Linked DNA regions of Sus scrofa: regions 1 and 2 are each linked to region 3. Evidence: chromatin contacts called from public Hi-C and promoter capture Hi-C data. All regions are on one chromosome and are shown on one strand. The core of a region is the stretch at or near the end of the contact, and the rest is flanking DNA. Distances in the headings are between cores, read along the strand shown. Region 1 holds the start of LOC110261337 (tigger transposable element-derived protein 1-like). Region 2 holds the start of SLC27A5 (bile acyl-CoA synthetase). Region 3 holds the start of A1BG (alpha-1B-glycoprotein).

The links. Promoter capture Hi-C pulls out the DNA fragments that hold promoters and counts their contacts. Hi-C and Micro-C count contacts between places; a contact is called where the count stands out from the background.
Region 1: a contact with region 3 is called in a promoter capture Hi-C map of liver, with 3 times the contacts expected there. The contact joins the promoter of LOC110261337 here to the promoter of A1BG in region 3. A contact is called at or near these places in 1 of 5 promoter capture datasets (liver) and 1 of 2 datasets of contacts at active chromatin or transcription factors (alveolar macrophages).
Region 2: a Hi-C map of liver shows a contact between it and region 3, with 4 times the contacts expected there. The contact joins the promoter of SLC27A5 here to the promoter of A1BG in region 3. A contact is called at or near these places in 2 of 47 Hi-C or Micro-C datasets (both in liver) and 1 of 2 datasets of contacts at active chromatin or transcription factors (alveolar macrophages).

The regions. Positions count from the first base shown.
Region 1 is chr6:63,122,561-63,125,716 of Sscrofa11.1, forward strand. LOC110261337 (tigger transposable element-derived protein 1-like) reads left to right here and starts at 1,374. Exons shown (of 3, transcript XR_002345404.1): 1 at 1,374-1,457. MZF1 (myeloid zinc finger 1) reads right to left here and starts at 1,465. Exons shown (of 6, transcript XM_021097358.1): 1 at 1,388-1,465.
Region 2 is chr6:63,073,985-63,076,866 of Sscrofa11.1, forward strand. It overlaps SLC27A5 (bile acyl-CoA synthetase), which reads right to left and starts at 1,262. Exons shown (of 11, transcript XM_021097370.1): 1 at 503-1,262; 2 at 1-162. The coding sequence starts at 1,190. It overlaps ZBTB45 (zinc finger and BTB domain-containing protein 45), which reads right to left. Exons shown (of 3, transcript XM_021097384.1): 3 at 2,562-2,882.
Region 3 is chr6:62,938,060-62,940,957 of Sscrofa11.1, forward strand. It overlaps A1BG (alpha-1B-glycoprotein), which reads right to left and starts at 1,563. Exons shown (of 8, transcript XM_003128132.6): 1 at 1,352-1,563; 2 at 1,233-1,268; 3 at 869-1,147; 4 at 167-439. The coding sequence starts at 1,385.

The sequences.
Region 1 (3,156 bases), core at 124-2,623, 180 kb after region 3:
CTTTAGGAAGCCGGGGCAGGTCCGGGTGCCGCCATGGCAACTGGGGGCGGGGTTTCCAGATTCCGTCGCCGTGGCAACGGCCAGGGATTGGCGAGCTTCGCACAACAGCACTGAGCCGGTCCACAGGGAGCGCCCAGGCCCCTGCTCCGCGCTCCTGGTCCCGCTGGGCCGCCGCCCGGGTCCCTGCCCGCACCTTCCCGATCGAGGGGCGCCCGCCCTCACCTCCGCACTCAGCGGGCCGCTCCGTGCTCCTGAGCATGCGCGCTCCCGACTTCCCCCGCCCCGACGGACTTTGTCTCCCAGAATGCTCCACGCACCAGCCCGGGCGCCGCCTCGCCCTTCCCGCAAGCTCGTCTCAGTTTCCGCCCTCCTCCCGCTGTCCCCCGGGGCAGCGTCGTTCGCCACGATCGGATCACACTCCGGGCCGCGCCTTCCTGCGCTCCCAGCCTCACATCCAAGCGTCAGGGGCCCGTCGACGCGCGCAAGCTTCCCAGGGGGCAACAGGAGGCAGCACCGCCTGCCCAACAGCGCATGCCCTCCACAACGTCTTCCTCCATTCTCTACGCGGCTCCTAGGGATTAGCAGGACCCTGAACCAATCACGGCCCTCGCTTGGATTCCGTCAGCCCCTTTCTCCATGGCAACCCCCTGCAGAGACTGGGCCACCCGTGCCGTCGCCCACAGGACCGCAAGCGAGCCTCTCGCGCTTTCGCCCGGGAGAGGGGCTTAGCCCAGCCGTTTCTGGGAGGCGTGGCGGCCGGCCCTCTGCGCGCGTGCGCGCAACGCGAAGATGCTCTTTTGTGCCAGCGGACCGTAGGCGGCCCGGGCGTCTCCATGGTAACCGCGCGGGTGGTGCCGGCGCTTTCCAGTGCAACCATGGGTACCCGCAGGCGTCTGCAGGAGGATGGGAGAGATGGGAGGAGGTGATGCCGAGCGAGAGAGACTGCGAGGACTGACAGACAGACACTGAGGAGCGGGGGCGGGGCAGGCTGTGACTAGAGACAGTGAAAGTAAGTGAACAGCCCCCGGGACAGAGACACGGGCAGGACAGAAAGAACGAAGATTTCTGCTCTCAGAGTCCTAAACTGTGCGATAAGAAGACAGGGAGGCAGGGCTGGGTAGACTTGTGTCAGGACCGTTAACAAGAGGGAGAGAGATCGGGGCGGGATGGAGAGGAAAGGAGAGACAGGAGAGGGAGAATTCGTTTACGGCGACAAGACGTGCAGATCGAGTTTCAAGGGATAGAGATCAGGAGTACAGAAGCAAGAGGCGAGAAAGGGACAGAAATTAGAGGTACAGTAAAATAGATCGAGAGTTTCAAAGACTCGGGGAAAGGTGACAGCAAGAAGAGAGACGGAGCGGGAGGGACGCTTGTGAAGAAAACTTACACAAAACTTGACAATAAGACAAGAAAGATGTCTGGAAGCCTTCGCACCATCTCTGCCAAGTCTCCTTCAGGTCATCTGATTTCCTAACCAGAGCAACGACTTCTCACTTCACTGCTTTTGATCAGAGTCCAGATACTGTGAAGTTAGATGCTAACTTGTAGAAGGTTGATAGACTGTAGTGCTTTCTGTTCAGTAGAAAAGGGTACCCCAAGTTTTTTGTTTTTATCACACTGTAGGACACTAAGCAGGATACTAAGTGCTGGGCCTCTCCACTGCCTTGTGAAGCGCTACTAATCCCACTTTGCTATTTTCTTTCTTTGCTTTTTAGAGCCGCACCCGCGGCAACATGGAGGTTCCCAGGCTAGGGGTGGAATCAGAGCTTCAGCCGCTGGCCTACACCACAGCTCACGGCAACGCGGGATCTTTAACCCGCTGAGCAAGGCCAGGGATCGAACCCGCATCCTCATGGGTCCTAGTCGGGTTCGTTAACCGCTGAGCCACGAAGGGAGCTCCCACACTTTTATTTCATTATTCCTTCTTTCTTCTTTCACCCCCTCTGCTGTTCCTTCTCTCTCATATTCCCAGAACCACCTGTGTCACCTTGCTAGTTCCCACCGAGGTAGATAAGTCTTTGACGCGTATGTTTTTTGCTCTTTCGAAATTATGTTTTGACAGTCTGAAAGGGCACAGTTCCCCGGAATGAGGAAACAGTGAGACACCGCCGGGAAGGGAGGGAGATTAGGGAGGACGATGGAGAGAGAGAGAGACTGAAAGTAGAACTCGGGGAAAGACAGGAGAGGTCTTAATGGGCGAGAAAGCCAGCCTTGGGCAGAGGTGGCCTCTGGCGCCCCAGCCTGGACCCCGCGCTCGGCCACCTCGTCGCCGAACTACGTTCCCATATCCCGGCGGGCCCGGGGGACCGCGCAGCGCCGGAGCGCCGTCGGGCGGGCCCCAAGCGGCCCCCTCCAATCCCGGCCGTCGCCTGGCAACCTCCGCTTCCGCCGATAAGATGGAGGCTGGGATCGGCGGCCACCGGGAAGCGGTGCCTGGGGCAGGAGATGGGTTGGGGCCGCAGCCCCGCCGGCCTAGTTGAGGCAGCCGGCCCGCGTCGTGGTCCGGAGATGAGGGCGGTCGGCCGCGGGGGACCCGGGGGCTCCGGCCAAGGGGCTTAGGCGCAGGTACTCTCGGTTCCGGTGGGGGGAAGGGAACGGAGACCTCGGGCCGGCCAATCGGAGCCTTCGGCGGCCCCGCGGCCTTCTGGGAAATGTAGTCTCACGCCTCCCCTGGAGGCGGGCTTGGGGACTTTATATAGAGTAGGAGGGAGAGGATGAAGGATCGAGTGAATGTAACTGAAGTTTGTGGGGAGTTCCTGCTGTGGTGCAGCGGGTTGCCGCAGCCACGGCTTGGATTCGATTCCTGGCCCGGGAACTCCATATGCCACGGGTGCGTCCAAGAAAGAAAGAAAAGGAGTTCCCTTCGTGGCTCAGCGGTCAACCTACCCGACTACGATCCATGAGGCTGCGGGTTCGATCCCGGCCTCGCTCAGCGGCTTAAGGACCCGGCGTTGCCGTGACCTGTGGTGTGGGTCGCAGTCGCGGCTCAGATCTGGCGTGGCTGTGGCTGTGATGTAGGCCGGCAGTTGTAGCTCTGTTTTGACCCCTAGCCTGGGAATCTCCATATGCCACAGATGCTGCAGCCCTAAAAAGCAAGCAAGGGAAAAAAAAAAAAAAAAAAAAAGAAAATTGGAAAATTAGAAAATCATGGGTGAG
Region 2 (2,882 bases), core at 12-2,511, 140 kb after region 3:
TCTCAGCACGCAGGTCAGCGGGCACGGGGTCTGAGGGCGCAGCATCCAGGGCGGCTCCCAGAGCCCCCACCCCCGGGGTGGGGGAGGAGTGGCCCAGGTAGAAGCAGCGGATGTTCTCTGCCTGCAGCTTGGGAAGGATCTCCTCCAGGTTCTCCCGGAGGCCTGCAGGGATGGGGCAGAGGCGGAGGTCACGGGAGGCCCACCTTGGAGGTGGGGGAGGGAGCCCCCCACCAGCCACAGAGGAAGCCTCGGCAGAGAAGGGTGTCTGCCTCATCCGTAGAGAACCCTGCCATTAGCATTTGGGGCGAAAGATTGAAATAGCCATGGTGAAGAAAAAACAACACGCACCCCTGGAGCCCTCAGAATTGCTTTCTGGCAACTGAGTTCTGGCTCTAATTGCCCACAAGGGTGAGTAGGGTGCATGAGGCTCTTGCCCAGCCCCTACCAGGACCCTGCCCCTGTCCCCACCCGCTCCAGCCTCACTGGACTCTGAGGTCCTCACCTGGGTCCACCACCAGCACCCGAGCCCCCGAGCTCAGCACCGCGTGCACCAGGGGTGCCCCCCGGCCGTGCGGATTGATCCAGGCAACCGGACAGCCCAGCTTGGCCAGCCCCAGCCACAGGCCCAGGGCAGGAACGGTCTGCGAGGGCAGCATCAGCAGGGCAGTGGGCTCCCTCTCGTGCGGGCCCAGGGCGTCTCCCAGCTCGGCCTTCATGACCCAAGCTGCCCGGCAGGCCCTGGCGTCCAGCTCCCCGAAGGTGACCGTCTGGCTCCCCGGCCCGGTCCACACCAAGATCTGGCGCCCCGGCTGCGCTCGTGCTCGCCGCTCAAAGGAATCGATGAAGGTGTCAGGCGGCCGGCGCCTCAAGCGTGCCTGGATGTTCAGGCCCAGGCGCAGGGTCCCGAAGAGGTAGCCCAGGTCAGCGGGCAGCCAGCGCAGCCCTGGGGGTGGCCGCGCAGGCAGCAGAGCCAGCGTGAGGGCCGCAGCTGCCAAACTCAGCCAGTGGGGCATCCAGGGGCCCAGCCAAGGCCACGCCAGCACAGCCAGGCCCAGCAGCACACAGCAGGCGGAGTCTCCCAGGAGCCAGCGCAGTGCCAGGGCCACTGCCGCAGGCCACGCGGGCCACCCCAGGCCTCGCAGCAGCAACAGCAGCAGCACCAAAAAGGCCAGTCGCCCCTGGATGCCCATGGCACCTGCTCCTGCCTCAGCGAAGTGTCCAGGAGCGCGCTCCTCTGCCCCGGCTGAGAGCCCGTCAGCCCCACCCCCTGGCGGCCACCCAGGCACTGTTGACCAGGGTGCTGGCTTCAGGACTCTGCCCCCAGGCCTTCTTAACCCCACCTGTTTGCTTCCTTCTGCCAGGTCTTCTGCTTGGCTCCAGACCCCCTGCCTGGGGTAAGAGGCAGGAAAATCCCTGCTCTCAGGGAACTAAACCTCCAGTCCGGCCAAATGCAGAATCGGCAGGACAGCAAGGCAACTCTGGCTGCACACACTGCCTATCCACCCGCAAACCTCACCGAGAGTGTCTCCTGTGGCACCAACTTAATCTGAATCCGTGGGGAGAAGGGACCGGGCCTGGATGAGCCCCCAGCCTCTTGCCAGGTACCCAGCAGGTGCTCAGTAAGCACTTGAACAAGCCCAGCTCTGATCTCCAAACCATGTGCTCCACTCTCTGCCACATCCTCGGCATCAGCGGGGACCATGCTCAGGGGTCAGGAGGCTGAACTCTGCCTGTAATGTGGGTCTGGTGGTCTGTGCACGGCTGGACCAGGAAAGCCGTAGCCCCTCAGCTCTGGGAGGAAGTCACTGGGGTAGCACAGAGAAATGTTACTGTTGGCCCCGGCACAGCAAGCTGGGCAAGGCGCTGCGGCAGCCGCCCCCTCACCGGCTCCAAATACCAGAGGGCCGGGGCCACAGGTGGACTCTGTGATGGAAGCAGGAAAGAGAGCCTGAAACTGACATCGCCTGGCCATCTTCAGCAGCCCAGTGGGCAACCCGAGGGCCCTGGCTGCCGCTTTCTGCCCAGCCTCCCAGCCCCAGCCATGCCTGCCATTCCAGAACTTTCCAGCTAGGGCAGGTATCCTGGAACTGAGATTCCCTAATGGCAACCTGACCGCAGAGACCCTCTGGACACCCCCCCCCGCCCTACTCCAAAGGGAGGCGCTCAACCCTCACGCCCGTCAGGATGGGGACAGAAAGTCCGAAGGCCAGAGGTCTGGTTGCCATATCTGGGGGACGGGGCCTCCCACCCCGCATCTTGGGCGGCAGCAGCTGGGACCGAGGGCAGGGACTTCCCACAGTGGCCTCCCTCTCGGAGACCCACCTCAGGCAGGTCGGCCTGTACCCCTCCCACAGGACCCAGGGCTCTGGGAGTCAAAGGCGAGTTATATGTGTGCCCCACTCCCGCTCAGAGAACAGCGGCCCGAGATGACACAGCCCACTGTCCTGGCCCAGCCCACAGGGGCGCAGGGAGTCGCAGGGGTGCTGTCCAGGGACAGGGAAATGCCCCGCAGCAACGCCACAGACAGCCTGTGAGGGCAAGGAACACGCGGGTCCGAGAGCTCACGCTTCCGGGTTTGGGCCCCACGGCCCCCCGTTCTTTATTACCAAGCAGGGCTCCCAAGACCAGGCCTCCCAAGACCAGGCCTCCGTCCATGATGCGCGTCTAGACGCCCTAGACGCCAGAGCAGGGAGGGGTAGCTCGGGTGGGGGCCGGGGCTCCTCGGGCAGCCTGACACGGGGGCAGAGGAGCGGCCCTAGACCCCACCCCACTCAAGGGGGGGCAGGGGCGTGAACGGGAGACGGAGCCGGGGGTCCTGGGCCCCACACCAAGGGTGAGCCCAGGTCAGGCTGGATGGAGATGATCCAGTTCTCAGAGGTGGT
Region 3 (2,898 bases), core at 313-2,812:
TGTGGCAAATCCCTACCCATCATCAAGGCCAGGCAGCCGTGGGGACACTGTTTCCCAGGCCCAGTCCTGGGCAGAGAATTCAGGGTTGGGAATCGAGGCAAAGGCAGTTCTGTCCTCCAGGTGCCTCCTCCTGCAGGAAGACCTCTGGGATGGTCCATGCACTCACCCAGCTCCTCTATGGTCACAGTGGCACTGGGCTCAGAGGGGGCGCCTGCCGCGTGCGTCCGGTACGTGCAGCTGTAGTTGCCAGGCCGTTTGACTGGAAAGATGGCCTTGGTGTCCTCCGGGGCCTCCACCACCTCCAGAAACTGGTCGTCGCCTTCCCGCCTCAGCAGGAAGGTCACACCGTGAAGTCCCCCATGGCATAGCAGCTCCGTGTTCAGGCCCGGTGTGATCCAGGGCACTGGCTTGGTTGAGAGCAAGGGTGGGGGCAGGGGCTCTGCGGATGAGGCAGGGGTCATGGGCTGGCTTGACTCGGGACACGTGGGGGCTCAGCTGGGTCTGGACCTCCACACTCATGAAAACCGAGGGTGCCAGCGGGTAGACAGCATTGTTTGGGGAGAGGGGGCAGAGACCAGCCGGGAATTCGCGAGAAAGACATGTTAGGGGCCCCCCATGTGCCAGGCCCCCCCAAGCACTTCCTGGAGATTCAGTCATTTATTCCTCATGGCCTCCCAGGGTCAGTCCAGACACCGTCTGCATTTTACAGACAGGGAAACTGAGGCTCAGAGCTGTCACCTGACTTGCCCAAGGCCACCAGCTTGGCGGTCGGGGGCCGCAGAAGATGAGGAGATGGCGGGGTGGCGGAAGGGAGGCCCCTCCAGCAGCCTCTCCCACTGCCTCCGGGCCCCACGAGCGCTCCACTCACCCGATCCAGTCACCTCCACGAGGTTGCTCAGGCCGGTCCACCTGCTGTTCAAGCCGGAGCGGCAGCGGTAAAGGCCTCGGGTGTCACTGGTCACTGCTCCCAGCGGGAACCGGTGCTCCAAGGCGGGCGAGGCCAGGCGCACCGGGTCCTGGGCCACCCCGTCTCTGAGCAGCTGGAAAGCCAGCGTTGGCAGGCGGCTCTGGCATGTCAGCGTCACATTGGCCCAGGGTTCCAGCAGCGACTGGGCCTCTGCCCACAGGTTCGGCCTCGGATCCAAGACTGTGTGGGGCACAGGAGTCAGAGCTGGGAGCCCAGACAGCGGCTCCCTGGGCAGGGCCCACCACGCCCAGACCCTACTACTCACATAAGGCCTCCTCGGTCACTCGGCTCAGGGCGAGACCTGCGGAGGCGCACGGGTAAGGCCCGCTGCCCTTCCTGCCGGCCCCCAGCCCTGCCCCGGGGACCCCAGGCCCGACGCCTCACCCCAGAGCAGCAGGAGGGCCACCCACGCAGACATGGTCAGCCTCGGCGGAGCCTGGCAGCAGCTGTCTGTCGGGTGATAGAGCCCAGGGGCAGGGGGGCGGTGCGGGGCGCTGACCTCTTGGCTTGTTTGTCCTTCCCAAGAAGCTGGGCTCCGGCGGGTCGGGACAAAGGGCAAAGTTCGGCCACAGGAGTCTCCACTACAACAGTGACCAATAACCTGGCCAAATGAATCAATTAAATTAATAATGAAGAAAAGGGCAGAATTAATGACAGACAAAATGACAAAACTAACAGACAAAAATGACAAAACTAGCAGACAAAAATGATCAAAACTAACAATAAATGTGGGAAAATAATAACCATTTTTAAGACAAAAATAAAATACATACTAAAACAAATAATGCAATAGGTACTAGCAAATATCTTTTTTTTTTCCTTTTGAGGGGCCACACCTGCGGCCTATGGAAGTTCCCTGGCTAGGGGTCAAATTGGCGCTGCAGCCAGCAACCTACCCCACAGCCACAGCCACAGCCATGTGGGATCCAAGCCACGTCTGCAACCTACACCAGAGCTTATGGCAACCTCGGATCCTTCACCCACTGAGCACGGCCAGGGATCAAACTCAAGTCCTCATGGATACCAGTCAAGGCCATTATTGCCTAGCCACAAGGGGCAATCCACGAAAACATTTAAATAATAGAATGGAATCACAGTTAACAGATAAAATTACCAATGATTAATAAAATCATTCGAGTGAAAAATAAATTAACTAGGGAGCTCTCTTGTGGCTCAGTGGGTTAAGTATCCAGTATTATCACTGCAGCGGTTCTGGTTGCTGCTGTGGCACACAATCAGTCCCTGGCCTGGGAACTTCCACATGCCGTGGCCTCGGCCAAAATAATGATAATATTAATTAATTAATTAAGAAAACACATGGAGTTCCCGTCGTGGTGCAGTGGTTGGCGAGTCCGACTGGGAACCATGAGGTTGTGGGTTCGGTCCCTGCCCTTGCTCAGTGGGTTGACGATCCGGCGTTGCCGTGAGCTGTGGTGTAGGTTGCAGACGCGGCTCGGATCCCGCGTTGCTGTGGCTCTGGCGTAGGCCGGTGGCTGCAGCTCCGATTCAACCCCTGGCCTGGGAACCTCCGTGTGCCGCGGGAGCAGCCCAAGAAATAGCAACAACAACAACAAAAGACAAAAAAAAAAAAAAAAAAAAAAAAAAAAAAAAAAAAAAAAAAAAAAAGAAAACACTGTTAAACATAGATGATGCAACAAATGACAAGAAATTAACGATAAAAGTAATAAAACAATAAATATTGTAAATATTTGGCGCATTGCTTGGGGAGAGGGGGCAGAGACCAGCCGGGAATATATGACAAATACATTAAAGTAATAAAAGAATATTCAAATTGATTGTGGATTTGGGGGGTTTTTTTTCTTCTTTTTAGGGCCTCATCCATGGCATTTGGAGGTTCCCAGGCTAGCGGTCCAATTTGAGCGGTGGGAGAGCCTACACCAGAGCCACAGCAACGCCTGATCCGAGCTGCA